4 separate regions of the Mus musculus genome follow, and regions 2, 3 and 4 are each linked to region 1. Evidence: chromatin contacts called from public ChIA-PET and HiChIP or PLAC-seq data. All regions are on one chromosome and are shown on one strand. Each heading gives the region's core, a stretch centred on a gene start, on an enhancer-like site or on the middle of the called end of the contact. The rest is flanking DNA. Distances are from core to core; before and after follow the strand shown.

Region 1 (6,916 bases), core at 1,852-4,351:
TGACTTCTGTGAGGCTGTATGGCTCCCATCTCTTCTCCTTTCCTGGCTCTTGGCCCTCAGCGGTATCAGTATTTTCTCTCTCCAGTGTTCCTGTGTTCACAGTGAAGAAGAAAGTGTCATCTATTTAGATTATAGAATAGAATGTGTGTGCAGACATAGCAATATATGCCAGATGGATTTTCAAGTTGCCTGTCGTATCCCTAAAAAGTTCAGTGACTATATCATCCTCTGCATGTTTTCACAGGGCGATTAGTTAGCACCTAAGTAATGCCCTGGTACCTGATTACAGCTGTTTGGTAACTGGGCAATGACTAAGGCTCCCACTATGTAAATGTATATAGGGTAGAGTGCCTGTCCTGCTGTTTGAGAGAAAAGGAAGCATCGTTGTTGTCTGATTCACTGTGTGGGTTTTATTAGAGAGCTTGTAATTTGATCTAGGTATGTCTGATTTTGATTCCCATAATAAAGGGCTAATGATTATATTGGCGTTTTCTGCCCTCATTAAAATTCAGACACTGTGTCTTTTACCAGTAGCACTAATGACTTAGTGAATGGAAGGCCTTTGATTTAAAATAAGACATATGATGAGCTTTCGTATAGTGAGCAGGGCCCTAAGAGGGAGCGAATGGCTCTGCCTGTGAACATTATCTTTTACAGACATTGCAACAAAATAGAGGACATCCTTGGAAAAGCTTCCGATCTGCTTCGCCCCATGGAAGCTGACCCACACTGTTAACGTGGAGATAGATACAGCAATGGAAAACTTAATTCCTGGCAGTCTCTTTCTTCCCCATATGCAAAGAATTTCCCCTCCTGCCTTTTAGTCCCTCCCCTCCTCCACACTCCACCCCAGTCTGTAAAAAGTATGATGTCAGACTGGGCTTTTGTTGGCAAGTTCTCATCCTAGAGCAGACTTCACAGCCATGTTTCTCTGAGGAAGGATTTATGGCCGCACGCTGACAGCACTTCCTCGCTCCCACTTCTGACCTAGAACCTTTCCCTAACTTTAATTTTGTGAGAATTTAGCACAACCATTTAATACCTTTTAAGACCAAGGAAAGATATTTTGAAATCTTTGCTACATTTTTCTGTTAATAGACTTAAGAAAACTTCTTAGAATATTCATATGTAGACATTAGACATTTTGGTGACCAGCTTTCATTGTTTCTATTCTGTTAGGGTTATTTACCAGAAACTATTAATTTAATTTTTCCCAATGTTTTTTAAAATTCTTATGTGTGTGCATATGTGGACATGTGTGCACACGTATGTGCCACAGCACAGCTGATGAGGCCAGAAGAAAGTTCACAAGATTCTCCTTCCACCATGTAGATCTTGGAGATCAAACCCGGGTTGTCAGGCTTGGTGGAAAGTGTCTTGACCCACTGGAGCATCTCACCACCCTCAGACTTCTCCTGTAAAAGCAGAAATCAGTTTGTAAGGAACAAAGGTGCTGGAGACAACTGTTCCAGTCTGCATGCCTAGGTGGTGTCCGCAATTGACAGATGAATTATGGCATTCCTCTCTCCCCACTCTACTCTCTCTCTCTCTCCCTCACAGAGGGGGCAGAGATTATCCAGCTGTAAGAACAGAGGTACTGCCATTTTGCAACAACATAGATAAACCTAGAGATTATTCTGCTAAGCCACATAAGCCAAACACAAGGAGAAAGCTACTTTATAATCGCACATCTGTGTGGAATCTTTCTTTAAAGGATGAACATATAGAAATAGAGATTTCAATAGTAAAATGGTGACTGCCAGACCCAAGGAGGACGTGGAAGGGGGAGGAGTAAACTAGAGGGCTTGGATTTGCAATTGTTTAAACTAAATGCATTTAAAAGTCAAAAAAATACATGAGGACTGTAGTCTGTATTCTACAGTGAACTAAAAATTTACTAAAGTACTACAATAGTAAACAATAATGCCAATATGAAGACTATGTTATATTTGAGCAGAGGAATAGGTATGCATGTGTGTGTACCTTCGTGTGTGTGGCTACACATGTGTGTGTCTGCGCTTGATAGCACTAATGAGTTCCTCTGTTTCATACTTTAAGTGCTCTTATGGTGAGTTTGAATAGTTTACACTGAGTTTAAAAGATACACAAATGCTACTTCTTAAAGCAGTTCTGCAGCTTCGATTGTTGATCTAGAAGTTGTGGAGCTTGAGGAGTCATCCATTCAGTTCTGACAGCAACCTTGAGCTGTGCCTGGCAAGTGGTGGTCAGTACTATTGATATCTGGACAGTTAGACTCTAGCAATGCTGACCTGGGCCAAGGGATCTCCTTGGCCTTAGTGGTAATAGTTAAGTGTTTTCCAAGGTGGGCCTAGGCATTTTAAATGTGACATTACAATTAATGAAACAAGAAGAAGAGACAAGAAGCTGGTGGGATGCCGTAGGGGGAGCTGGGGGATAGATGTGCTGAGTGGGTATGAGCAATATATAGTGTAAAAATGTATGGAACTTTCAAAGAGCGAAAAGTGCAATTTAAGAAGTAAAAATCAGATTGGAACTAATTTACTATCCATTTAGAATCATACTGACTGCCCTACTGTTTGAAAGAATCCCCATTCTACTGTGCTAATAGGTGATACCTTGTGAGGCTAGTGAGCATTCGGTAACTGTGACGTTTCAGTGCCTTAGTCTCTACCTAGTCCCCAACCTCTGCACCGTTGGCTGTTTGGGTTGAATCCCTAGTTTTATTTGGGAGGAAGGGTTTTCTCTTCTACTACTTGAAAGTCAGTTGCATCCTTGGCTTCTACACACTGGACATCAGTAGCAACTGCCAGGCTGGAGAATCAGCAGTATAGGACTTGCTTTGCGTGAGGACAGTAGAAAGCATGGGGCAGTGGCAGGAACACCTTCCACGGAATATCAGTCTATGATCATCAATCTTTAGGAAGCCCTCAGGGCCTATTTTTATCTAGGCTCAGGTTTCACAAACCCTACACTCAAGCTTTGCACTTTTCATGAGTAAAGGCTACCGCCCCTACACAATTCACAGCAATTCAAAATTAAAGAAAGCCTTGCACCCGCAGCACTGCCTGGTTATCATGTATCCAACTCCCCTAGCTCCAGGCCCTCAGTGCTCAGAGGTGCCTGTCTGTCTGCCCACTTCCTGCCCTCCTCTGCTCTCAAGAGGAAGCCGCAACTTACCAAGTGCTGTCATTTGAAAGTGTGTTTCTTGGTTTTAGCCGTCATCATTTTGTTACTTTTCATTACTGCTGCTGAAGGTCAAGTTTCCAAGTCAGGTCTCTGTTTTCTGTTTATTTGTTTTGTTTGTTTGGGGGTTTTCATGTTTACATTTTAAAGCTCCCTTTGATAGCATTATCAGCAACTTATTTTGAAAGATTTTGTCTTGAAGATCAATAGCCACAAAGCCCAATTTACCTTTACCCACATTCTCAGTCTTTGGGAAATAAGTGGAGAGCCTGTACTCATGGCAGCCTTTGAAACTCTCTTCTATCTTAGAGAGTTGTTGGTGCCAGAAGTGTAGCTCAGTGCTGAGAGTGCCTACCTACCCCAGAAATGGAAGCTGTTCTCATTTTGACAAGTCGTTTTTAAAACTTTATGTCATTGTCTTAGGGTTTTACTGCTGTGAACAGACACCATGACCAAGTCAAGTCTTATTAAAAAAAAAAAAAAACATCATTTAATTGGTGCTGGCTTACAGGATCAGAGGTTCAGTCCATTATCATCAAGGTGGGAGCATGGCAGCATCCAGGCAGGCAAGGCACAGGCAGAGCTGAGAGTTCTACGTCTTCATACAAAGGCTGCTAGTGGAAGACTGACTTCCAGGCAACTAGGGTCAGAGTCTTAAGCCCATGCCCACAGTGACACACCTACTCCAACAAGGTCACACCTATTCCAACAAGGCCACACCTCCAAATGGTGCCACTTCCTGGTCCAAGAATATACAAACCACCATAGTCATGTTCGCATTTAAGGTGGTTAAAATATTTAGGTTTTTTGCTTCTCCCCCTGAATTATTATTTTTAAAGGAATACAAACAAAAAGAAACATGTTAACATTTTAAACTTAGTCCCATTGGGAAGTTTTCGTGGCAGTACGTTGCATTTCTCAACATGGATACTGTGCTCACTTTGGCTTGTGGTTCTGTTATGTAGTGCAGGACCCTTCACATCACTTACCCTTGTCTGCTAAATGTCCAGTACAGTTTTAGATGTCCCATCAATGGCTCCTGTCACCTCACTTGAGGAAAATATAAGTAATCGTTTTTGTTTTGTTTTAGTTCCAGTGGGAAAGTGGCTACCTTTTTAGGTTATTTAACAAGCTTATTTCTATTTATAGAAGAGATTTCTAGGGTGATCCTAGAAACACCCTAAGCTTACTCTGGTTGGCTGGCCCGTTACTTTCAGGGTGAGATTTTTCGCCTTGGAGGGCTGTGTGTGGAACCTATAACATGAGCTTATGTTGGCAGTTCCAGATTTGCCTTTCTCCTTCCCAGTCTCCTGTCTGACATGGTCCCTCTTGAATAGGCTCCCCAGGGGTATCTGTTTACCAAGCCTGTTTTTAAGCTTACTAATTTTCTTCAAGTGTAAAAAAGCCTCTCCACTAATAAGGTAAATTCCAAATTGTATGTGTAGGCTTCTTATTTGGACTCTGGAACATGTTTTGCCATGGAAACCATTTAGTGCATAGTTATGTTACCAAGGAAACCAGATATACTGAAGGAGTCCATCAAGCCAGAGTGCCTACTTGATTACCTTTTGAGAGACAGAATCCAGTCCTCTTTTTTCTTCTTGTTGGCTACCAGTCAGCACATCTTGTTAGAGGATGAGGCAACCATGATCCAGCTATGGCAGAGTAGACCACTCAGTTCACACAGCACAAGTCTGTTTAACAGGAGGCCTCCAAAGTGGGATCAGATCTTTCTTGTATAAAGTAGAAAGGCAGTACAATCAATAGCCAGACTGTTGCTCACTGCTGAGTTATTACAGCAGCAGCATAGAGCTGCCCTCTTTCCCTTATGATTTTTGGTACTCACTCACATCTCAAAGTCAGGGGAACTTGCGCTGGGTAAGTGTCGGACAGATGATGTGGCCTCTCCTTATGCCTTGTTTTCCAAGTCTCTCTGCAACAAGTGATTGGCTCTCTACAGTCTCTGTACCTCATGTCACCCAGGATTACTAGCAAGGCCTTTCCCTGGCACTGAATGTGTCACCCTCATAGGAAAGAAGAATCTAAGGAACCCGAGGCTGGCTCCTTGCATTGCCGTAAAGGCAAGAACTAGAAGTGGCTGCACCATGATTGTGGTGATTCAGTTGGTTTTGTTTTGAAATGAAGCTAGGACTTCTGGAGTGTTTGCTGTGCATGTTTATTTCCAGAGCCTGCCTGTTCCTGTGGCATACTGGGAATGGTTGATATGCTGAACACCAGCTGCGTGGTTCTCAGCTCTTGTGTTTATCCTTGGATCACTCACTTAATGTCTTCAATAAGAGTCATAGTTTCCCTCCTCCTGTCTTATCACCCCAGGACTTCCTTATTGCAGCCTGTTATTTCCTATCTTTGTATGCAGCTTAGTGCCAATAATTTTACTTTACCTTTGTATAGTACTTGGTATTTTATTTACAGAGTGCCTGCTCAGTTATTGTCTTTGCAAGCTGGATAATGTAGGCTTTGGCATCCCTGTCTCCAGTGTAAAAATTAATGTGCAGGTATTCTTGAAGGCTTTGCCTACCCTCATTGCTTTCCCCAAAGACCTGGAGAGAGAGCGAGGCTTCTCAAGACAGACTTCTCCTGGTTTCTCCATGCACTATCCCACATGCATGGCTGTTGCCGTTCCTCTTACTTCTCTTATTTCTTGATGGGTGTTGTTGGCTCTCTTTATATTCTAAATTCAATGATAAATTCATCTAGGAGAGGCCGAGCCTTTCTCTTCTGGCTGTTTCTGTCAGAGTTCCAGACACAATGACCATGGCACATCTCTCTCCTCACCAAATTGGCACCTCACAACAAGCCCCTGCTGTAGCCCATTTATTAGTGAATTAGTACCTTTACATATTTTATGAAGTGAATGAATGCCTTCAGGTATTTACCATGGTGGTTAATAATCATATTTTGTTTTATATAGTATCTTTTCATCCAAAGCATCTATTATCTGCTATTATAGATGGGGAGGCTCGTTACTTGTCTAAAATGTTAGCAGTAGAAGAGGGACAAAGGGAACAGATTTCTTTGAGGATATGTAAGCCAGTGTTCTAGATGTTTTGCATATGTGATCTCATTTCATGCTTTCGAAGACCCATCTGAAGTAGGTGACATACTTCTATATTTTACAAGTGAAGAGGCTGTGGTTCAGACAGGCAAAGTAAATTACAGTGCAAGTAAATGTCAGGGGCTATTGGACTCCAGCCTGCCCTGATTCTAAGGTTCACATCTATGAACTCTCTACTTTTCCGGACTCCCAGGAACCACAGTGGACTGGCCTTGAGCATGTGGTGATGAGGGGGGACACTGTCACTTCTTAGTCCTGGCAGCATCCAGGACTGAGCCACTCCGTTCTCTTTCAAGATCACGTTCAGATTAACAGCTTGTGTACCTGCTCCATATTCACATTTCTCGGCAGTTCTTTGAAAGTGAGCTATAACTAATTACTAATACTAAGAACAAACATGAAAACAAGTATCATTTACAAAAAGATAATTATAAACAGGGTTTGGTCCCTTTTTTTGACAGACTACAATTTATTTGCATCAATTGCCTAATCAGCCTCTGGACTTTTTCCCAAAAAGAAAATGGAGTTCAAACCATTTCTTAGAAAGGAAAGTTGCCAGGTTCTTGGGACACCAGGCCTCCCAATTTTGGTAGCTGGAGTTCCCACATGGATTTTTATCATTTTTGTCGTGAGCACTGAGCCCTGAGCACTCTCCCTGGAGAATGGAGAGGTTTG
Region 2 (6,916 bases), core at 2,516-5,015, 95 kb after region 1:
GGGGACCATTTGTTCCTCTTTATTTTTTTCCCCTGTTATAAAGATGGGAGGTGAATATGGGGTGGCAGGGACTTGACAAAGAACACTGCAGTGAATTATTCTGGGATCTCAACATGTGAAAGAGGAGGAAGGAAGCGCTTGGAGATAGAGCCAGATAGAGCTGGTCTCCCGTGGGTGGCTCCACAATGTCATGGAGGTTGAAGACCTAGCAGAACATGAAACAGCTTCTCTGACTCCCTCTGCATCCTCGCATTCTCCTAGCTCATCAAGCCAAGTGTCAGCAGGGCAGCTCCTGTGCTCAGTGAGCCCAGGGACACCAGAGGAAAGGCACCCTCTCCTGAGCCATATGGTGCTGGCCTCAGTCTGCTTGGATGTACAGAAGCAAGAATGCCTTAAGAAGAGATGCTATCCACATTCTGGGCTCCCCAGGCAACACCGCAACACCCTGGCATTCTCATACTTCTGAATATGGCTGTACAGCCTTCCCAGCTGCTCACTCCTACCTCTCCTTGTCCTTGATCTGTATCTGGAGTCATAACCACAGCAGGAGAACCATTCTCTCTCCTCCCAGAAATTGCTAGAGAGGTTTCCTGGTCACTATATGAGAAGTACTTACCGTGATTGGGCAGGTCTATCTGTGTCTGCCAAGTTATCCTTACCTCTGGTAGTGGATGGAACCCACAAGGCAGCAGCAGTTCAGAATGCTGGTGGTCAGAGAGCTTATAGCAAGGTATGCCAATGACACAGAACACAGCATCCCTGGGGAAGCCACCTCCCTTATTTATTGGCTCCAGGCAGCTGCAAGTACCAGCATGTGGCTCATGGTGGCTGAGTTGAGATCAGGACTTGAAGGGAGAAGTGGGTGGAAGCTATGACTGACAAGATGTCTTTCCCAGTATCTGTAAATCGTTGTAGAGCTGGCCTGGACAGTGTGCTGTATCTCCTGAGGAAATGTCTGTCAACTGCAGTCTGTCTGTCCATTTTTCTCCTCTCTTTCTCCATAGCCTGTAAGGTCAACTGTGTGCATTTTCATATTCAATACTCCGGTTAGGTGTGTGTGGGTGGGCGTGCATCCCTCAGGCTTGGTCTCCAGGCATCTCATAGTAGTATAGCACAGGGCAGACAACTGCAGCCTGCAGGCCTCAGCCTGTTTTGATGTAGTACCCAGCCAAGAAGAATGTCCCATGTTTTTATAAGGTTGTTAAGAAGCAAAAGGAAGAGAGAAGGGAAAGAATACGCAGTGGAGGAGGTGCATGGCCTACATGGCCTAAAAGCTGTCATTTCTCCCTTTGCAGAGAGCGTGTGCCAGCCCCAGCCTCGCTGATAGAACCAGGCAAAGGTGAAATACAGCTGTATGCTGCTCTAACACAGTGTTTTCTGATTCGCCTGATGTATATCAGTGATGTAGAAAATAAAGTAATGCTACCAAGCAAATATGAGTGCATATGTTTCAGATGGGACCAGAACTGTGATGGCAGAGTCGAGTCTTCAGTATAATAGAGAGGTCTCTTCCTGGAGGTGACATTTCACCCAAGACTTTAATGGGCAGGCCATTGAAAAGCCAAGGAAGAAACCTACAAGGAAGGAGGTCTGCAGAAGGCCTCAGCGCCTGGGGCATGATGGTCTATGTGTTCGGGGGTTCTTTCTAGTGGTTGCTGTTTCTTAGATACTTTCTTAGTAGTTGGTTCTCAAGATTTTCATGTGCATCTTTGGATTGGCATAGACTACTTCAGATTAATAGTGACTTAAAGCTAGTAGGATGTAGCAGCTCTGCCCCCCACACACACTGTTTGTGCTAGTAATTGTCCCATGTGTCTGTCATACGAGGGTATGTTAACTGTAACACATTATAGTTGCTATAACACTCTCGTTTGTAAAGGAAGGATTTCCTCTGTGCACCATTGTGTTGTGTCCTCTCATGAGACTTGGGCAGCTCTACTTCCCTGCAGTTGTCGTGGAGGAGTCAGGCGAGTAGTGGGCTTCATAGGGTCCTAAGAATGACGAATCTTGTTCTGATCTCTTCCCCCTCCCAACTTCTCTCCTCTCCTCTCCTCTCCTCTCCTCTCCTCTCCTCTCCTCTCCTCTCCTCTCCTTTCTTCTTCCCTCTCCTCCTCCTTCTTCCTCTCTCTCTCTCTCTCTCTCTCTCGTTCATCACCTGTCTTTTCTGTGTATCTCTTTCTTTTCTCATTTGTAGCTCCAAAGCTTATATTAAGGATATAAATATTGTTTCTCAAAGGGTTCAGTCTCTAGCAGAACTTAATATTTATGAAGTCAGAGAAACTTGACAACTTCAGACTAACTCTGCTAGTTATTGGAACAATCCTTTCTGTACATGAGGCCAATAATATAGAAATCAAGAGAGCTTTTGAAGGTGTAAGTAAAGCCCAGAAGCCTGTAATCGCTACAAGGGCCCGATCTGGGCTGCTTTTGTCCAGCTGCGTGCTTCCTAGTACAGCCCAGGGGAGTTCCTGGATGGGGTCACAGTCAATACCACTAAGAGTAAAGCCATCCTCTCAGCTGCCTCTGCCCTGAGCACAGTGCTGTATGCCCTTGCTGCAGAAGCAGGGTGCCCTATGGCATAATCTAGCAGGCACAAAAAAGTTGGCTGCCAGGTAATTCAGTAACCCCCAAGCTGTGATGTTTCTCAAAAGTGACTTACTTTTTTGGGTCCAAATCCCACTTTTAGGTATATTAATGAATGTACTTGAAGAGATCAGACTTGGTAAAGTGACTGAGGGTGGGAACCACAATGATATGTATTAGAAATTGTTTTAAACCAGAGCTGTACTTCACAATGTTTATGTAGGATTGGCATATTTACTTCTCATGTGAGAGATTCTTAGTTTTATATAATCATTTGTAATATTAATAACTATGAGAGCAACAGGAACTAGTTGATTATTAGCAAGAAATAAAACCTGTCTATTCCTTCTATTGTTCAGAGTGCTAAAATATGTGGAAAAACAGAAGGGGAAAACAAGCCTCCTTGTTATCATGGGACTCCTGGGCCTTTTAACTAACTCACACATTTTGATTGGTCTTAACCCAGGACTTGTGTGAAGCTAATGGTGGAGACAGGCAGTTCTCAGCTACACATGCAACATGCCTTCCTCCCCGGGTTCCCAGCTCAGAGCTCTGGCCCCGAGCAACCACCATCACTACTTTGACTCAAATTGAAACTTCCTTCTTCTTTGGAGTTCACTTTCTAAAAGCCTATTTGCAACTTCTGGCTCTAGGTTGAAAATTTCATTCACAAACCTTCCTGGGTAATATTCCCTTGTGAATTCTTAGACTTCAATAACACCTTTTTAGAGAACCAAAGGGATGTCTTTTGAGGAGGGGGCTGTGAGTCAGACCTACAGTCAATGTAGATTCGTGTTCTCTGTGCCCCCTTGAACCTGTGGCACAGTTCTCCTTCATGGTAACTAGTGGAGTAAAGTAATCTTGAAAGTGAATTTTTCTGATCAGAGTTCCTGAAAAGTTTCAGTCATTTTTGACCCCAAAATGTACTAGGCTGCTTTCCAATTAACAAGTTGTAACCAACGTAGGCCTCCTGCTTAGAAAGAAAGCCACATTCACAATAACTTATGGTATTGATCTCCTTGAGTGAAATGATTTTTGCATAGTTAGCATTAAAAAGGTACCATTGATGACTTACAGGCAATCTTTGGTGCAGAACTGTGGCTGTTGACAATAATAGTCATCTCTATAACAGAAACTCTGGGTATGCTGTGCCCCAGATGCGCTGATCAGTACTTTGTTTATCTCATGATTATTAATCCACCTAGCACCCTTCTATGAGTCATTACTAGTTTTACCCTGTGTAGCAAAAGACCATACTGTGGCACAGTAAAATTCAGTGACAGCTAGGACTTCAATCTCGGAACTGAGCCATGGCTTCATTATGACACTGCTCCAGATAATCCACTGGTAATGTCCCCAGGTATGTGTGACAACTTTCAAACTCCTTCAGAATTTCATGACAAATCTGGAAGCCCCAACATCAGGAGCAGAATGTCAATGTCAAGCCCCACAAATAGACATGACCTCTCCCTTCTGAGGAGTGAGTGGACTTCTCCAGAGGTGACATTCCTAGTGGTGGCAGTTGTGATCTCTTCCTGAGAAACATAAATATACAAGCTGGAGATAAAAATTCACTCTGACCATAGAAAGAACAAACTATATGGTTTAATGAAAGAATTAATGAGCAACTGAGTGTCCGAAACTCAGCATAGACAGTGAATGTGGCTAATGGTTCATCACACAGAGTTCAGAGGGACCTGCAAGATCCCATAATCGCCCAGGCCCAGGAGGTGATACAGATGTGGGAGTGGCCCTGGTCTAGGACAAGGGGCAGGAGTTGAACTGTGGCCAAGTGTGTGCTCCTTTACGCACTCACCATTGGTTATTCGCTAAGTACGGTGCAAGCAGTTCTGTGTGGTGGACGTACTGTGAGCACCTAGGACTCCTTACAAACAAGAGCATTGAGCCAGCAAGATGGCTCAGCAGATGAAAAGGTTCTTTGCCACTAAGTCTAATCCCCTATACTTGATCTCTACATGGTAAAAGGACAGAACTGACCCCAAAAGTTCTCCTCTGACCTCTACGTGTGTGCCCCCTCCAAATATTGCATGTAATCAAAAATTAAAATAAAAAAACACTGCAAGGCCTAGTGGTACCAGCTTATATTCCAGCTACATCAGGAGTCTGAGGCTGGAAGGACCCACAAGTCCATGCTAAGGATCCGGTACAATGTACATTCAAGACCAACCTGAGTCCCATCTCAAAATGTAAAAAGTAAGCTGTCTGTATAGCTTATGGTAGAACACTTGCCAAGCACATGCAAGAACGTGAGATCACGCCCCAGTGCACGAGCAATAGAGAAAGTAACAAGCACAGGTGAAAGCAGAAGTCGCCCAGGCTCCTTGTGTGTGCAACACCTGCACTGCAGCTTTGTCTCTTGTCTCTTCTCCCAAACCTCCTTGTCATTTGCTTTTAGAATTCTCTGGAGTATTTTGAAGCAAGTGTAAACCACATCTCTTGTATCGTCTATGAATACTTCCGTATGCATCTGTGTGTATCTCTAACAGTGGTGATTTCTAAGGAATGCATCCTACATTCTTATAGCTAATTCTTTAACGTCAGGTAATTCTCAGTCTGCCTATAAGCTTCCCTGTTGGTCTCAGATATGCCTTCTTCTTTGCAAGGTTTATTCTTGTGCATGAGATTGTGTGCATTATATGCATGCAGGTGACCACAGAGTCCAACGGGTACTGGATCCCCTGGGTCTGGAGTTACACACAGTGTAAAGCTGCTGACGTGTGTTGAAAATTGAATCCAGATCCTGTGGAAGATCAGTAGCACTCTCCACCACTGAGCCATCCCTCCAGTCCCTCGGACATATTGTCTTTACAGCTAGCTTGTCCAGATCAGGATCCAAAACAGGATCCCTGAATCTCGGAAGTGTCCCTAAAGAAAAGCGGTGGTCCTCAGTTATGGACATCACCTTCTATTTTTCTTTTCAGAGTATGGTTAAGAAAATCTGCTGAGGTAAGAAACTGTTAAGAGTATCAATTCACCCTTAAAAGAGGCAAGATCTTACCCTATGTAATACCTGACATTGCAGAGAGTTACTAGCTACCTCACTTAGACTATGAGCCATTCAATCTTTACGTCAGCTTTGAATAGAATTTTTAGCAGTTACAGAATGTATTTGTCAGCTCTGCTACTATAGAATTTACAATATTTGCTTTATAGTGGGACCACACGGATATAATGTTTTTCTTGTTTTCTGTTGTATAGTGTGTTTTGAGGTCTGTACATGTTGGCTTATGTGTTTTAGAGTTGCGTCCTTGTTGGTTACTGAGTAGTATTCCACCCCAGATAGTGAATATTGGTTTTTTTGCAGTATCTGGTGATTACGAATAGTGCTCCTTGGATGTAATTTAAGGGAGATCTTTGTTTTGACAATGCTTTTAGTTCTGCTTAGTTAACTGTGGGGTAGGAATGCTGAGTCACCCATCCAGTGTGTGTTTAACTCAGTCATCCACCACCATGCTGTAAAGCAGTGTGACTCTTTACAGTCTTCCCGACAGAGCGTGAGGTTTCTGTTCTTTCGCATGCCTTCCGGCTCTCGCTATCATCAGTCTCTAATCGCAGCCACAGTGGGGTCTGAGAGACTGTCCTGGGGTTTTTAATATGCAATCCCTCATGTGCAGTGCTGCTGAGTGCTCTGTGTGCTAACCACCGAGGGAGTGTGTGGGAAATGGGAGGGTCTGTTGAAATCTTTTTTCTGTTTTTAATTGGCATGTTATTATCTCATTTTTCAGTTTTTGAGCTCCCCTCCCCTTGTCCTGGGAATCAAACACAGAGCCTCCAGCATGTTGGGCAAATGCTATACCATGGGGCCTTATCCCTATCTATGACTTAAGAATTCTTTATAAACTTGGCTGGGATCCATTTGTCAGTAACGTGTTCTATAAACTTTAACAGAGCCATTTGTTATTTGTTTGTTTGTTTAACTGCATCTTTCCAAAAACTACATTTACAATTTTTATGAGGTCTCTTTTTATCACTTCTTAATTTTATAGAACATTTTTTTGCATCCTGCTTAATTAAGTCACCTAATCCAATTCAAATTTTCCTAAATTAAATTAATTTTTTTGAGATGGTATCACTGGAAGTCCAGACTTCTCCTCGACAAGCTTTGAGCAGCAGTAGCAGCATGGTAGGCAGAGAGCCCACCCTAATTAAGTTGTTTCCTTGTAGAAAGTTCATAGTTTTAATTCATGAATACAGGTCTGTATTCTGCCTCAACTTTATGTATGGTGTGAAGTGAGGGACATGATTTGTATATATTTTTTTTTAATTTTCATTCTAGAAACATTGATCAAAAAGACCCAATTTCCCCCACTGA
Region 3 (6,916 bases), core at 1,258-3,757, 87 kb before region 1:
TTGGAAGGTAAAAATGATACTGTGAGTTCTGAGTGATAACAGTATAAAAGGATAGAGAGAGATTAAATATTAAAAATGTTCTCTGAGAAAAATATGTTCTTTATGTATATATAGTAAACATAAATATTGCAATATATAACATTATATACTACATACTTGTATATACTATACAGAAATATACACACACACACACACACACACACACACACACACACACACACAAATATTATATATGCCATTGTCACCTCTCCTCCAACTCCTCCTAGATTCACACCCACTTCCTTACCCTCCCAGCTTTGTGGGTTTTTTCCTCCCACAAATGAAGTCAGTCTGTGCTACTCCTGTGTCCTTGGACGTGTGGCCTTCTGTGAAAGGCAGTGACTTATGGGAGCTATACTTTCCTTCCCAGTATATCTCCCAGCAGCTGTTACTTGTAGACAGTTCCTTGACTAAATGTGGGAACCCATGCCCAGCCCCTCTCTCTATGCTGGGGTTCATCTGGCTTTAGATGGCACAGGCCTTATGCATGCTGTCACAGCTGCTGTGAGTTCCTCTGTGCAGCTGCTTTGCTGTGTCCAGAAGATACAACCTCAGGTTGTCACACTCTTTCTATCTCCCTTTCTGCAATGATCCATGAACCCTAGGAGAAGGGAAGTTACAATATAGGTGTCTGATTTAGGGATGGGTGTTCTATAATCTTTGAATCTCTGTACCTTGACCAGTTGTGGGTCTCTTTGGTACTTACCATCTATTACAAATAGAAGTGCCTCTGATGAGAGACAAGTCATATGTTAGCTAGTATGTGTCTCTAGGCCAAGTGGGCAGGCTAGTGAAAGAACCATTATTGGAAGTAGTTTTAGCATATTTTTTTTATCAAACATGTCATATTGGAGTTCACTGTGTCAAAATTTCAAGCCACGCTAAATGCTTGCAGTGAGAGAGGGTGGGAGACTCCGGGTCTCACATAGCTTTGTTGCCTTTGCTTGCATAGAGGCCTTGGAATCCTGAGATCACTGAATAGTTTGCTTAGAAACAGTGCTTACCTTGAGTGCATGAAGCCCTGAGTATGTTCCCTGGTAAAACACCCTCTCTCTCTCTCTCTCTCTCTCTCTCTCTCTCTCACACACACACACACACACACACACACACACACACACTCACACACTCACACATAAACATACATACACATTCACACACACACACACACACACTCACACATAAACACACATTCATACTCATGCACATATACACACATACACAAAGCAATTAACTGGAGTTATTATTTATAGCTTAAGTGTTTTAAATTTCTAATTACTGAAAATATTAATTGATAATATTTGTGAACTTTCAAGAGATTAGAAACTTTCCTGGGTTTATATTGATGTATTGCTCCACGTTAGAGGAAGTTTGGTCTTTGTATGGACTTGCACACATCCTGTAATGGATGTCAGCATACATGGTGGTAAGTTACAGAGTCAGGACGATGGTATGAATGCTTAGGAAAGCAGATAAGTCTCAGGGGCAAGGTGGTCTCTTCCTATTTCAGTTTTTTTTTTTTGAGAAATAATATCCATTCATGTATTCTTTTCATTTTTTTTAAAAACCCAATACTACTTTAAAATGTTTTCATGCATTAAAATGAAGAGTTCTTTCATTAAAACTGTGCCCCTTTAATAGTTTAAGGATTCTTTTTAATTCTATCCTACTTTCCAACCTTATTTTTCTGTCTTGTGTTAGGAAACCCTAATAGGAGTTGTCTGTATATTGAATTTTTTCTTGGACATAATTGTTACTTATCAATCTGTTGTATATTTTAATCCTTTTTTCTCCTTACAGACTGGTGAATTTTCAGCTCGTTTTCTATTGAAGTTACCAGTAGATTTCAGCAACATTCCCACATACCTTCTCAAGGTAAAACTATGTATTATCAATAAGAGAATGCAAATCAGAATAAAATAAGAGAATACGAATACTGTGATCGTTTAGCTCAATATTTGTATGCCTTGTTTCTTCTTATTTTGTTCCAGATAGTGAATTCTAATAAGATGCTTAGTGCAGGAAAATCCGTTGGAATTGTTTTCTTCAGCTACTGTACTAACCTTAAAAGTTGTTTAGGCGTGAGGTTTTTGTTCAAGGTGATTATACATTAGTAGTGTAAATAAATTACACTTGGGAAAATCAGTTTGATTTAGTAATCTTACTGGGATGGAAGACTCATAGATTTTGTCCAAGGCATTCTACATATTAAAAATGCTTAAAAGGCATTTCAACTTCTTTATGTCAGCAACTGAACTCAGGTACCTTCAAAGTTGGGCTATCTCAGAGATTCATTAAACTAATTAGAACAGTATATATAGCATTTGTTAAAGTGAGATAGAGGCCCAGGGAACAGCTATTTGAAAGAGTTCCTTACATGCTCCATAGAGAAGAGGTAGTCTTCAAAAGACTACTTGTGGCTAGTGAAAGAAACCACATAGATCAGAGAGCAAGTTCTGAAAAGGAAATGCTAAGGCAGAGGCCCAGCCTACTCAGGTGAGGATTTAAGACTTGGCAGGCTGCCCTCAGTTCTTTCAGCCTGTCCTTCTTTAGTTTCAGTCTAATCTTTAAATGTCTCTGCCGTATTGTTTTGTGGTTTCTTTTCTGTGTAGCCCTGGCTGTCCTAGAACTCAATTTGTAGACCTAGCTGGCCAGGAACTCTGATATCCACCTGTCTCTGCCTCCCAAGTTTTAGAATTAAAGGCATGTACCACCACTGCCAGGCTGAAATTTTTGCCTTCTTAATTTGATGTTGTTCCAGAACTGATTGGATTTTAACTGCTGAGGGAAAAGAAATTAGTAATATCAGCCAGACTCTAGTAATGGCTAGAAACTTGCTGTGCTCTTTGAAGAGCATTTGCATTGGGAACTCCTTGGCATGCTGCTTATATTTGGATGTTCTAACACCTAATTCTTAGGTCTGCAACTGTTTCTGTTGGAATACAAATAAAGTTAACTCTTTGAGCTCCTGGGGTTAGCATATGCTTTGTCATGATGATAGCAGGTTGCCTCACTTTGCCCAATAATTAGCTGGTGAAGCAGAACTTGTGAGCACTGAGATAGCATAAGACAGCCTGCTGATTTGCAGCAGTGAGCCTCATTGCATTATGGAAGGTAACTCACCATCTACTCTTAAGTTCATATTACCAATGATAACAAATACACTTACTAATGGAGTTTTTGATGTTAGGATGTGTGATTTAATAAATATTCTATGATATGATTTCACTTTTTATTGTAAGTGGAAATGGCTCTTAACATGATAATATCTAACTTAAAACCCTGAATTTTACTTTGGTTGAGCTAAGTCAAGGGCTTAGATAAATGAATTACTCAAGTAAAAACTCAATCAGTAGAAAAACAGTTTTCTAGCTGCTACTCTTTATTTTCAAGCGCTAGAAATTGAACACAAACTCAGGTAAAGTAAAGGGAAAAATGCACTCTGCTTCTGGAGTCTGTCTGCACAGCAGCACACTAGCCCGCCCTTTCACAGGTTTCAGTTCGTGTGGATTGACCTTCCAAGTCTGTTTCTTTCAGGCTCAGTTCTCTACCCTATTTGATGTGCTTGTAGGGAGAAATTGTGGTCCATAGGACAGTAGAGAGGCCACTAATCATTGAAGTGTGATTATTCATCATAGTATTTCAACAAAGAAAGATTATTTTGTAATTATATACATCTGACCATGTAGTGACAGGCTCTGTGTCTGAATCCATGAATTTAGCCAAACAAAGATGAAATATTTGGAAAAAAATGGACGTCTACTGAGTGTGTACAGGTTCTTTGTTGGAGGAGGGTTATAATTACTCCATAATATGGTTTAGCAGTTATTTGTAAGACTAGATATTTGAAGTCTACGGGAGGATGCACATATATAATAGGCAAAATACTCTATCATTTTATGTCAAAAACCTAATTCTCAGGCAGATTTTGGCATCCATGTGGAGTCATGGAACCAGTCCCACAAAGATAGTCAGGTATGACTTGTCTCTTTCTTGTAAGAAAGAGTCAATCATTAGAAGATACTGCTCTTAAATTTGTTAGAGTGAAAACTGGCTCTACAGTCTTATTTTTACTATTTGTTTTGTGTGAAATACTAACCCTAACAATATAATACTAAAAGTGCATCGTCTTTTTCCTATTGTTTTCCTAAAACCTACACTTTGTAATGAAAGAAAAGATTCTAATTTTCCTACTAAATTTTTTCATTAATTCAATATGAAGTATTCAAATTCCTCCTCTCTCCTGTCTCCAAGAGGATGCTTCCCCACACCAAACCTCCTGCCTCCCTGGGCCTCAAGTCTCTCCAGGATTAGGCACATCTTCTCCCACTGAGGACAGGCCAGGCATTTTCATTTCTGATTTTGTTAATTTGGATACTGTTTCTGTGTATCCAAGATACACAGGCTAAGGGTTTATCTAGCTTGTTGATTTTCTCAAAGAGCCAGCTTTTTTGTTTTTGTTGATTTTTTTTTTTTAATCATTTTCTTTGTTTCCAATTGGTTGATTTCTGGCCTGAGTTTGATTATTTCCTGCCATCTACTCCTCTTGGTTGTGTTTGCTTCTTTTTATTCTAGAACTTTCAGGTGTGCTTTTAAGTTGCTAGTGTAGGATCTCTCCAATTTCTTTCTTTTTTTTTTTTTTTGGTTTTTCGAGACACGGTTTCTCTGTGTAGCTCTGGCTATCCTGGAACTCACTCTGTAGACCAGGCTGGCCTGGAACTCAGAAATCCGCCTGCCTCTGCTTCCCAAGTGCTGGGATTAAAGGCGTGCGCCGCCCGGCCCAATTTTTTTATGAGTGCACTTAGTTCAATGAGTTTTCCTCTTAGCACTGCTTTCATTGTGTCCCATAAGTTTGGCTATGCTGTTTCTTTGTGTTCATTAAATTCTAGAAAGTCTTTAATTTCTTTCTTTATTTTTTTCCTGACCAAGTTATTATTGAGTAGGGAGTTGTTCAGTTTCCATGGGTATGTGAACTTTCTGTTGATTTTGTTACTTTTGAAGTCTAGCCTTAGTCCGTGGTAATCTGATAGAATGAATGGGGTTATTTCAAACTTATTGTATCTGTTGAGGCCTGTTTTGTGACCAATTATATGGTCAATTTTGGAGAAGATGCCATAAGGTGCTGAGAAGAAGGTATATCCTTTTGTTTTAGGGTGAATTGTTCTGTAGATATTTGTTAAATCCACTTGGTTTATAACCTCTATTAGTTTTAGTGTGTCTGTTTAGTTTCTGTTTCAGTGACCTATCTATTGGTGAGAGTGGGGTATTGAAGTCTCCCACTATTATTGTGTGAAGTTCAATGTGTGGTTTGAGCTTTAGTAAAGTTTCTTTTATGAATGTGGGTGCCCTTCCATTTGGGGCATAAATGTTCAGAATTGAGACTTTTTCTTGGTGAATTTTTCCTTTGATGAATATGAAGTGCAGTTTGCTTGGAAAACTTTTTTTCAGCCTTTTACTCTGAGGTAATGTCTGTCTTTGTCATTGAGGTGTGTTTCTTGCATGCAGCAAATTGCTGGATCCTGTTTACATATCCAGTTTGTTATCTTCTGTCTGTTTTTTGGGGAATTGAGTCCGTTAATGTTGAGAGATATTAGAACCAGGTGATTATTACTTCCTGTTATATTTTTTGGGGGTGGTATTATGTGTGTGTGATTCTCTCCTTTTGGGTTTGTTGTGAGATGATTTAATTTCTTGTTTTTTTTCTCCCTTTGATGTAGATACCCTCCTTGTGTTGGCGTTTTCTTTCTAGAATCCTTTGTAGGGCTAGATTAATAGATACATATTATCTAAATGTGGTTTTGATATAGAATATTTTGGTTTCTCCATCTATGATGATTGAGAGTTTTGCTGGTTATAGTAACCTGGGCTGGCATTTGTGTTCTCTTAGCAGACTGTATCTTTATACAGACTGTAGTCAAACTCCTATTGGTGGGAATCTCTTTCATAATATCCTAGGAAACTCAATTGTCACTGGACTGTAGGCCTAAGTAGCAATTATTTCCTGCTGGTAGTGTGTCTTAGTTACTATTGCTATGATGAAACACCACTATCAAAAGCAACTTAGGAAGGAAAGTGCTTATTTGAGTTATGTATATTAAATCATACATACATAGTTGAGGGAAGCCAAGGTTGGAACTCAAACAGGACAGGAACCTGCAGGACAGGAACCATGATGCCTAGGCCATGGAGGTTTCTGATTGCTGGCTTGCTTGTCATGGCTTTCTCAGCCTGCTTTTGTTTTGGAACCCAGGACCATCAACCCAGCAAGGGCACAACCCACAATGGGCTGGGACCTCTCCAACCAATCACTATTTAAGAAAATGCCTCACAGGCTTGTCTTCAGCCCAATCTTCTGGAAACTTTTTTTCAGTTGAGACTCTTTCCTCTTTGATAATTCTAGCTTGTATCAAGTTGACATAAACCTAGCCAGCTTATAGTGCATATGATAAACATAACCTTGCAAAAAATATCAGCAGCCCTTTTCTTTGGATAAGAAAATGTCATGCAGTCTACATAGTTGTGGAGTGTCTCTCCACAGGATATGGTCAAGCCAGGCCTGAAGCAGAGCCAAAACCGATTTACTGTGAAGTATGCAGACCTCTGGTTTCTGCAGTAATCTTACTGGCTTCATTTTATGTGATACAGTGAGATTATTCATCCCAATGGAATGCTTGCTGAAATTTTGTTCCCCTGTGGAATCTGAGTCCTGATACTATGAAAATGAACTGCAGGCGAGAAAGCCAAATCATTCACCTGTCAGGAGACAAAGTGGTCATCTTCCTTCTAAAGCCACCCACTGTGGCTGTCTAATCTATCAGGATGCACAGGGAAAAACACAGCTCACTCTGCCAAGTAGAGTCAGAAAGCAGGCATGAAGGTG
Region 4 (6,916 bases), core at 1,621-4,120, 66 kb after region 1:
TGTGGGTGACATCACTTAATGCCCACTGCTACCATGAATGTACTATTTACGCATTCACCTCATAACAGAAACGGGACCGAAGAATCATGTCTTAGCTGTAATAAAGTACATTTCCTGTTATACTCTGAAATTGTTCCATTAGTAAATTTTAAGTGTTTTGGCTTTAAATACTTAAGAAAACAATGATAATCAAAATTTCAAACAATCAAAACAACCATTTTGAAAAAAGTCACTATACCAACCTCAATAATATTTGGCCAGTGAAGCTGGCCTTGGCCTTCATTACCAGAATCCATTCTTTTCCTGACTAAGCTTTTCTTCCTCTGTTTTGTCCAAAGCTGTTGACAAGAAAGAAAAAAAGGAAGGAAAGAAGGGAGGGAGGGAGGGAGGGAGGGAGGGAGGGAGGGAGGGAGGGAGGGAGGGAGGGAAGGAGGAAATAAGCGCTTTCTTCTGAATTTCAGGTCTACAAGCCCAGTTCGCCCAGACACTAGGTCCCTGTGCTCTGCCTCACACATGCCCAGTAGCCTTGCCTGGGAACGGTGAGGCCATCATTATTGTCACGGCTGGTGTTAGTTACCTATTTCAGAGACCTGAATAAGAAGTGTTTAAAATGATAGGGTTTTTTAATTAAAGATAATAAATAAGTTCTGCTTTTCCAAAGCAACTCCTCAGTTTTGTGTAGACGGCTGCTAATGGAACTGAGCCTCACTATCTGCTAGGAAGTGAGCTATCTTCTGAGATTAAAGCGGCAGTGACAGGAACCCATACATCTTCTAAGGCTAAGTGCTGACTACAGTTAGCATCCTCAGTGCGTCATCACTCCAGATCCCACCTGTTCCCTTTCATCATGTTTTGTCCTCAACTTTCTCTCTGCAACCTGCTACCAAATATAAGCGCCTCCTTCTGCTTGCCACCGGGCCTCAGGAGGAGGATGGTTGTCAATGGAGAGGTGGAGAAGTGGGTCTGCTGCCATCCTGTCTGGACAGTGGCAGAATGTAGAGAGGGCTTCTGAGAAAACACTACCTGCAGCCCTGGCACTCTGGCTCCGTCCTCCTTCCCTTCAGCATTGTTCAGCTCCTTGACATGAGCGTGGTCTGACCCACTGGGCAGCTGCCAGGAGTTGTGGAGAGGGATCATAAGGGGCTTGAAATGGGAGCAGGGAGGTCAATAGGCAAATAAAATTATATGGATAATTTGGCTCATAAAGGTGGATCAGGACTGCTGAACATCCGCGCTGGAGAACACCAATTGCTTGTTAACTGAGAAGACTAGATGGGTACCTTCTCCTTCTGTGTGCTTGACAGTGTTTCTCATGCTGGGCACCCGTTGGATAGTTGGTCCTCTGGATCTGCAGCAGAACTAGCTACAGATTTGTCTCCTTCGGCTCCAAGAGAATCTCTGGAAGGCGTTTGTATTACCTGGGTGTGCTAATCTGGGACAGAAGGAAGTAGAGGCTCACTGCCTGGTACTACAGACAGCTTATACACATTCTACAGATGATGTTCAAGAAAGGCTAATTCCAACATTAGCCAAAACTGCATGCACGCCAAACCAAAACAACAGCAAAAATACCGACATTCATTTTATGAACTGCTTAATTGCCCATGTTAGTCACAAAGATCAAATCACTGCACGTGCTCCGCCTCTAAGTGCTGTTTTCCATGCTGATGAGCACGAGCCAGCTGTCATTAAACATCAGCCCTAGCACAGTATCCTAAAGATATCAAATGTGACTTCTCAACGTCCCAGTTGGGATTGTGGCATCTTACGTTAGTGCCCGGATGCTTTACTTGTTGGGCACATGTTTTTAGTTAGCTGGCAAAACGTCAGTTGATACAGGCCCATCTGTGTTAACTACAGATTCTCACATGTTGTAAGGGTCCCAGAGCCAGACCTGCACTGCTGCTAGCAACATAGATGGAGCCATTTTGGGTTAGCTTGGTTTCCTAACAGAGCCTAAAGAACCCAGAAACTTGTTCATACTCGCTAGGTAAGTATCTTCCCACTGATCTGGGTCCCCAGCAGTGTCTAAAATGTTTGCAAGCAAATTGCTTCTTTGGTTTATTGGATTTAAGACTTTCACTTCTAATGCATGATGTTTCTCTCGGGACAGGTTAGAAGAAAGTGGGAATCTAGCTTAGTGGTAGACTGTCTACTTAGTACAAGTGATAGTTTGTTAAATAAAAACATGAACCAATGAGTTTAGGCACTGGCATCAATAAGTAAGTAAAAAAAGAACCATGCCTAAGGATGTCAGGACACTGCATGGGCCTCTGTGGATAGCCCAGAGCTCCAGAAACTTAGGAGATTTGACTGGAATGTCATAGGGAAACAAACAGTCCCATGCTAAGTACAAGTTAACAGGAAGACCAACATTTTGTTGCTTCATTTTCCTATAAAGTTCTGGGTTGCTGAGTAAAGCAGAATTCCAATGCTTTGACACACCACCACATTGTTAAGATAGGCAGGATTTGATTATGGGAGAACAAGCCCCCAAAATGGTCATTACACACACACACACACACACACCCTAAGGTCTCCCTTGCTTCCTTCTCAAGGCAATGTGTGGTTGCAATTCCTCCATTTGATGTGGTTCATCCCTCGGTGCCAAACAGGGTAATGTGGGAAAATGATGACACAGCAAAAAATGAGGGTGGCAGTGACCTGCTTAGTAACAAGAGAAATAAAACAGATCTTAGAAATTGAGGCCAAAAATACCTGCTTCTCCACACAATAAGGAGAAAGAAACACAGAGTTTTTCTGTCATAGGAAACGACTAGGCTCTGCCAGCAGCTGGCACCTTATAGACCAAGCAAGGGCAAGCCAGGAAAGCCACAGGCTGGTTGGGGTAGGTGAAAAGGCAGCTGCCTGAGAAAGGGTGTGGGTTCTGTAGATCAAGGGTGTGGAGCGCCAGGGAAGAGAGAAGGGAAGCCAAGGCTGCCTTCCGGCCTAGGCACGGAACATGCTTGCAACATTTTATCATTTCAACACCATGCAGGAGGTGAGGCCTAAAAAAGCGTCACAGTTTAAAAGAAGCAAAAGATGTCCACGCAGGAGTGGGTTCTATTTATTTACAACTTTACGGCTGGACAGCTTTTCTACTGTGTGGTTTGTGACTACCCAAAGTGAAATTTTTTGAGTTTCAAAATTATCTCTTTTTGCACTGAGAAAAGAGCATATATGATTCATCTTAATATTGCCGAGGATCAGTCAGCAGCTAACAGCTAGTATTTTGGGTGGGAGGCAGGCTTCTGTAGGCAGCTTTTTCACCTAACATAGATGTAAAAAACACCAGAATATGCCTCAAGCTTCGTTCGGAATCATATAAATAGCTCGCTCTTGCACAGTTACAATCTAATGCGATCGTAAGAACTCCCACGGTTCATGAAGTGCCTGATGTGCCCCTCACCCAATGCCTAAAGAAGTCGATAGAGGAATGACACTAACTACCCCAGTGGGGTACCAAAGACACCTGACAAAGGGGCCTGCTTTTGTTTCTGCTAACATCCTCATCTTAGGCTTTTGCCTGTGTTTCCTCCTGGATGTTTCTGTTTTGGTTTTTTTTTTTTTTTTTCCAGCCTCTGTAAAACCCTCAAGTCATTCTGAGTCAAGAGACAAGCTATAGGCACTGGGCAGATCCAGCCAGTGGCTGGTAACGTGTGGCCCACCAGCTCTGAATAATCTTTGCATTTTTCTGGTTAGAAAAGCATTTAAAGAATGATGTTTCATAACTTGTAAAAACTGTATGGAATTCAATTTTCTGTAGTCATAAAGTTGCGTTGGTGCATGGCCATGCACATTCATTTACACATCTTCTAAAGCAGCAAGAGCAATATTTATTAACTGACTGTACCAAAAATGTTTACTAACCCCAACACCCTTAAAAATCTTCCTTTCCATAGTAACTATTTGAGGAAAAGAATACAGACATTTATAGACTTTGAATGTTTATTTGGGAAGTTCAACATTGTCATTTGACACAGGTAGAGTGTCCTCTATCTGAAATGTTTGGGACTAGAGTGTTTCAGGTTTGTTTTTCAAATTTTAGAATATTTCCATATGCATAAAGGTCTATATTTGAGATAGGATGCAAGTCTAACAGGAAATTTATTTATATTTCATATGTACCATATACACAGAGCCTGAAATTAATCTCATATAATAGTTTTAATGTACCTATGGGTTTGTGTCTGTGTGATGTGTTTGTGTGTGTATGTGCGTGTGTGCTTACATATACACTTATGTGTATGTATGATTTATGCATGATAAGAGACCAGGAGAGAAAGTCTGCCTTAATCTCTTGAAACAGGGTCTCTGACTCTACCTGGATCTAGACTGGTGGCCAGCAAGCTTCCATGGTTCTCCTGTCTCTTTCCCCTGCAGCACTTGGGCCACAGGCATGTATGGCCATACCTAGTCTTTATACGAGAGCTGGAGATTTGAACTAGGGTTTTCATACTTGCCCAGCAAGCTCTTGTAACCCCTGACCTATCTCCCCAGTCCTATGCCTGTGTTTTAACTGTAACCCATTCTGTAAGATTGGGCATGGAATTTTCCACTGGGAAATCAATTGGCACTTATAAAGCTTCCAGTTTTGCAGCATTTTGGATTTCAGTTTTTCAGATTAAGGATATTCCATTTGTACTACAGATATTTATTGGAAACCGAATGCAGCTTGCCATTATTGTTTTGGGTGTTACACACCTAAACAAACTCAGCAAAGTTCCCCATTCTGAAAGAGTTTGCCTTCTAATAAATGACAGTCAGGAAAGTCAGTGACAAATTAGCATAGCAAACAGAGTATCTGTCAGAGGTACAGGCCTTAGGAAGAAGCAGGACAGAACAGAGAACAAGCAGAGGTAAAGAGCCTCTGTCAGAGACCTCAGTGAGTGCCTGGGAAGCAAACAGTGAGGCAGTTCCAGACTAGCAGTGAGCCAGGTGGGCGATGCTGGAAAGTTGGGAATGGCTCCTTGGGCTGTAAGAGGAGAGACAAGGATGGGTAGCTGAGGCTTTTCATTCAGGAACTAAAAGGCAAGAGTTGCTATTACTAAATTAGGCTTTGCTGAGAACAGTTTGCTCGAAGTATATTATCTATATCAGACTATAGTATAACTCTGATCTAGAGTTATAAATTTGGAAATTGTCAGTATAAAGGGAAAAGTACTTAAGTATTAAGGTTGCTTGGTATTCATTCTAAAAGCCTGAGTTCTTTATCTCTAGGATCTTTCTTGCTGTGTGTATGTGTATGTGTGTGCGTGTGTGTGTGTGTGTGTGTGTGTGTGTGTGTGTGTGTGTATTTAAACATGGTCTTTCTTAACCTCAGATTTTGTTTCTAATTTATCATGTGTAGGCATCTGGATCTATCATTGTTTTTCTTGCTTCTTGCTAACTAGGTACAGCCTGACTGGCTAGTCTGAAATAGGAGTTATGCCTGCCCCCTCCTCTATGTCTCTGTCTCTTTCTATCTCTGTGTGTGCCTGTCTGACTGTCTGTCTGTCTCTGTCTCTCTGTCTCTCTCTTTGTCTCTCTCTCTCTGTCTGTCTCTCCCCCCACCCCCAGTGGGACAGAAGGCTATTATGTATGGCCCAAGACACATGGTCTTCCATCTACAATAATTTCTAGCTTTTCATATATCATTGTGCCTTGTTAATTAGGTTGTTTGTTTGTTTGGTATATATGTGTCTGGTTCCCTGGAGTATGTTTGTGGACCATGTTCATTCAGCTGCCCATGGGGGCAGAAGAGAAGAGGGTGAAAGTGCCTCTAGGACTGGAATTACAGATGGTTGTGCGCAGTCCCATGTGGCTTCTGGGAACCAAACCTGGAAGTATTTTTAGTTGCCAAGACACCTCTGGAGCCTCCCCTGCCTTGTTTTTGGTGGTATTTGTTTTGCTTTGGCTTTGGTTTGGGTTTGCAGGGCAGAGTCTCATCATGTGGTTTGGGCTGGTCTGAGACTTACTGTGTAATCCAGTGTGACCTGAAGCAGTTCCTTTGAGACACTTGTGATGCTTCTGGGATGGGAGGCAGATTTGCTCACCCATCCTCTGCCTGTGCCCAGTGACTGTGTACATGGTCAGGGTGAAGAACAGAAGCAGCAGCAGGTGTGTGCTGCCCCGCCTGAGTGGGCTGGGAAAGTGCCAGTGTCCAGACCCCATCTCAGACGTGCTGGATCCAGTGCATTCATGGCCTGCGCTAGGGTAGGACCTGGGTTTGTGAATATTTAACAAGCTCCCTAGATTATTCTTAAGCAAACAGAAACTACTAGTGTGGAGACACTTTGCAGACCCAGTTTTGTTTCCAGTTCCGGTAGGTTCTCTCCATTTGCCATCTCAGGCTGCTCCTCTGCCCCTGTCTCAGCCTCACCCACTGCATAAAGCCAGGGGAGGAATCAAGCCGGAGCAGCGTGTAAATGAGTTCGTATGTGAAGAGTGGCAGTGCCCGGGGTAATCGCATTTTCTGGTGTGTTTTCACTTTTCTATGGAAGCCAGGCACCAGGTGACTCCACACTAGTGAGCACAGGGGTGGGCAGTGCATGTGCATGTGCACGCCATTCCTGTGGAGGAGCCTTTGGAAAACACAACTGAGCAGGAAGCAAGCACACACCTCTCCTTTGAGACAAAGTTACCTCTTATTCTCTGCATCTGTCTTTGGATGACCTTAAAACCTCTGGGGTTTTGTGACGTGAGGAGTTGGAAAGATGAATTGGGCTTGAGTAACTATTGAATACATTGATTTTTTTTCCAATAAAAATGTTTCAGAGGTAATTCATAGGAAAAGGATCCTGGCCTCACACAGTGGAAGAGCATTAAACCCACTCTGGGGCAATTGAGATTTGTACATTTATATTAAAATAATGGTAAATTCACTCATACTTGACCAGTAGTATTTGAAAGTAGTTTTATATAAAAACATTGTGGT

Evidence for each region. HiChIP or PLAC-seq counts read pairs in DNA pulled down with a chosen protein or histone mark. ChIA-PET counts read pairs in DNA pulled down with a chosen protein or histone mark.
Region 2: a CTCF HiChIP or PLAC-seq map of CD8 T cells shows a contact between it and region 1, with 5 read pairs. The contact joins two enhancer-like sites. A contact is called at or near these places in 2 of 39 promoter capture datasets (both in liver), 1 of 15 datasets of contacts at CTCF or cohesin (CD8 T cells), 2 of 115 datasets of contacts at active chromatin or transcription factors (CD8 T cells and cardiomyocytes) and 1 of 9 other capture datasets (embryonic stem cells).
Region 3: a contact with region 1 is called in an RNA polymerase II ChIA-PET map of memory CD8 T cells, with 190 read pairs. The contact joins two enhancer-like sites. A contact is called at or near these places in 1 of 15 datasets of contacts at CTCF or cohesin (the NIH/3T3 cell line), 6 of 484 Hi-C or Micro-C datasets (B cells, CD4 T cells, bone marrow-derived macrophages and 3 more) and 4 of 115 datasets of contacts at active chromatin or transcription factors (CD8 T cells, bone marrow-derived dendritic cells, cardiomyocytes and 1 more).
Region 4: a contact with region 1 is called in a BATF HiChIP or PLAC-seq map of CD8 T cells, with 10 read pairs. The contact joins two enhancer-like sites. A contact is called at or near these places in 1 of 15 datasets of contacts at CTCF or cohesin (the NIH/3T3 cell line), 3 of 115 datasets of contacts at active chromatin or transcription factors (CD8 T cells, effector CD8 T cells and memory CD8 T cells) and 1 of 9 other capture datasets (embryonic stem cells).

The regions. Positions count from the first base shown.
Region 1 is chr5:31,915,645-31,922,560 of GRCm38.p6, forward strand. The region is part of intron 7 of Babam2 (BRISC and BRCA1 A complex member 2); the gene reads left to right. Among named protein-coding and RNA genes, the nearest start is that of Gm52770, 80 kb to the right of the region's middle. Within about 2 kb of position 3,102, at least 50 of the 459 cell types and tissues checked have an H3K27ac peak or open chromatin away from gene starts, as enhancers often do. A contact at or near this core is called in B cells, CD8 T cells, group 2 innate lymphoid cells and 1 more, where this site is marked.
Region 2 is chr5:32,010,111-32,017,026 of GRCm38.p6, forward strand. All of the region lies in intron 10 of Babam2 (BRISC and BRCA1 A complex member 2), which reads left to right. Among named protein-coding and RNA genes, the nearest start is that of Gm52770, 15 kb to the left of the region's middle. Within about 2 kb of position 3,766, at least 7 of the 459 cell types and tissues checked have an H3K27ac peak or open chromatin away from gene starts, as enhancers often do. A contact at or near this core is called in CD8 T cells, where this site is marked.
Region 3 is chr5:31,829,249-31,836,164 of GRCm38.p6, forward strand. Babam2 (BRISC and BRCA1 A complex member 2) reads left to right here. Exons shown (of 12, transcript NM_144541.1): 6 at 1,837-1,911. Among named protein-coding and RNA genes, the nearest start is that of Babam2, 130 kb to the left of the region's middle. Within about 2 kb of position 2,508, at least 38 of the 459 cell types and tissues checked have an H3K27ac peak or open chromatin away from gene starts, as enhancers often do. A contact at or near this core is called in B cells, CD8 T cells, group 2 innate lymphoid cells and 1 more, where this site is marked.
Region 4 is chr5:31,981,576-31,988,491 of GRCm38.p6, forward strand. The region is part of intron 7 of Babam2 (BRISC and BRCA1 A complex member 2); the gene reads left to right. It overlaps Gm52770 (a long non-coding RNA gene), which reads right to left. Exons shown (of 3, transcript XR_003955739.1): 2 at 1,281-1,432; 3 at 275-338. Among named protein-coding and RNA genes, the nearest start is that of Gm52770, 14 kb to the right of the region's middle. Within about 2 kb of position 2,871, at least 107 of the 459 cell types and tissues checked have an H3K27ac peak or open chromatin away from gene starts, as enhancers often do. A contact at or near this core is called in CD8 T cells and memory CD8 T cells, where this site is marked.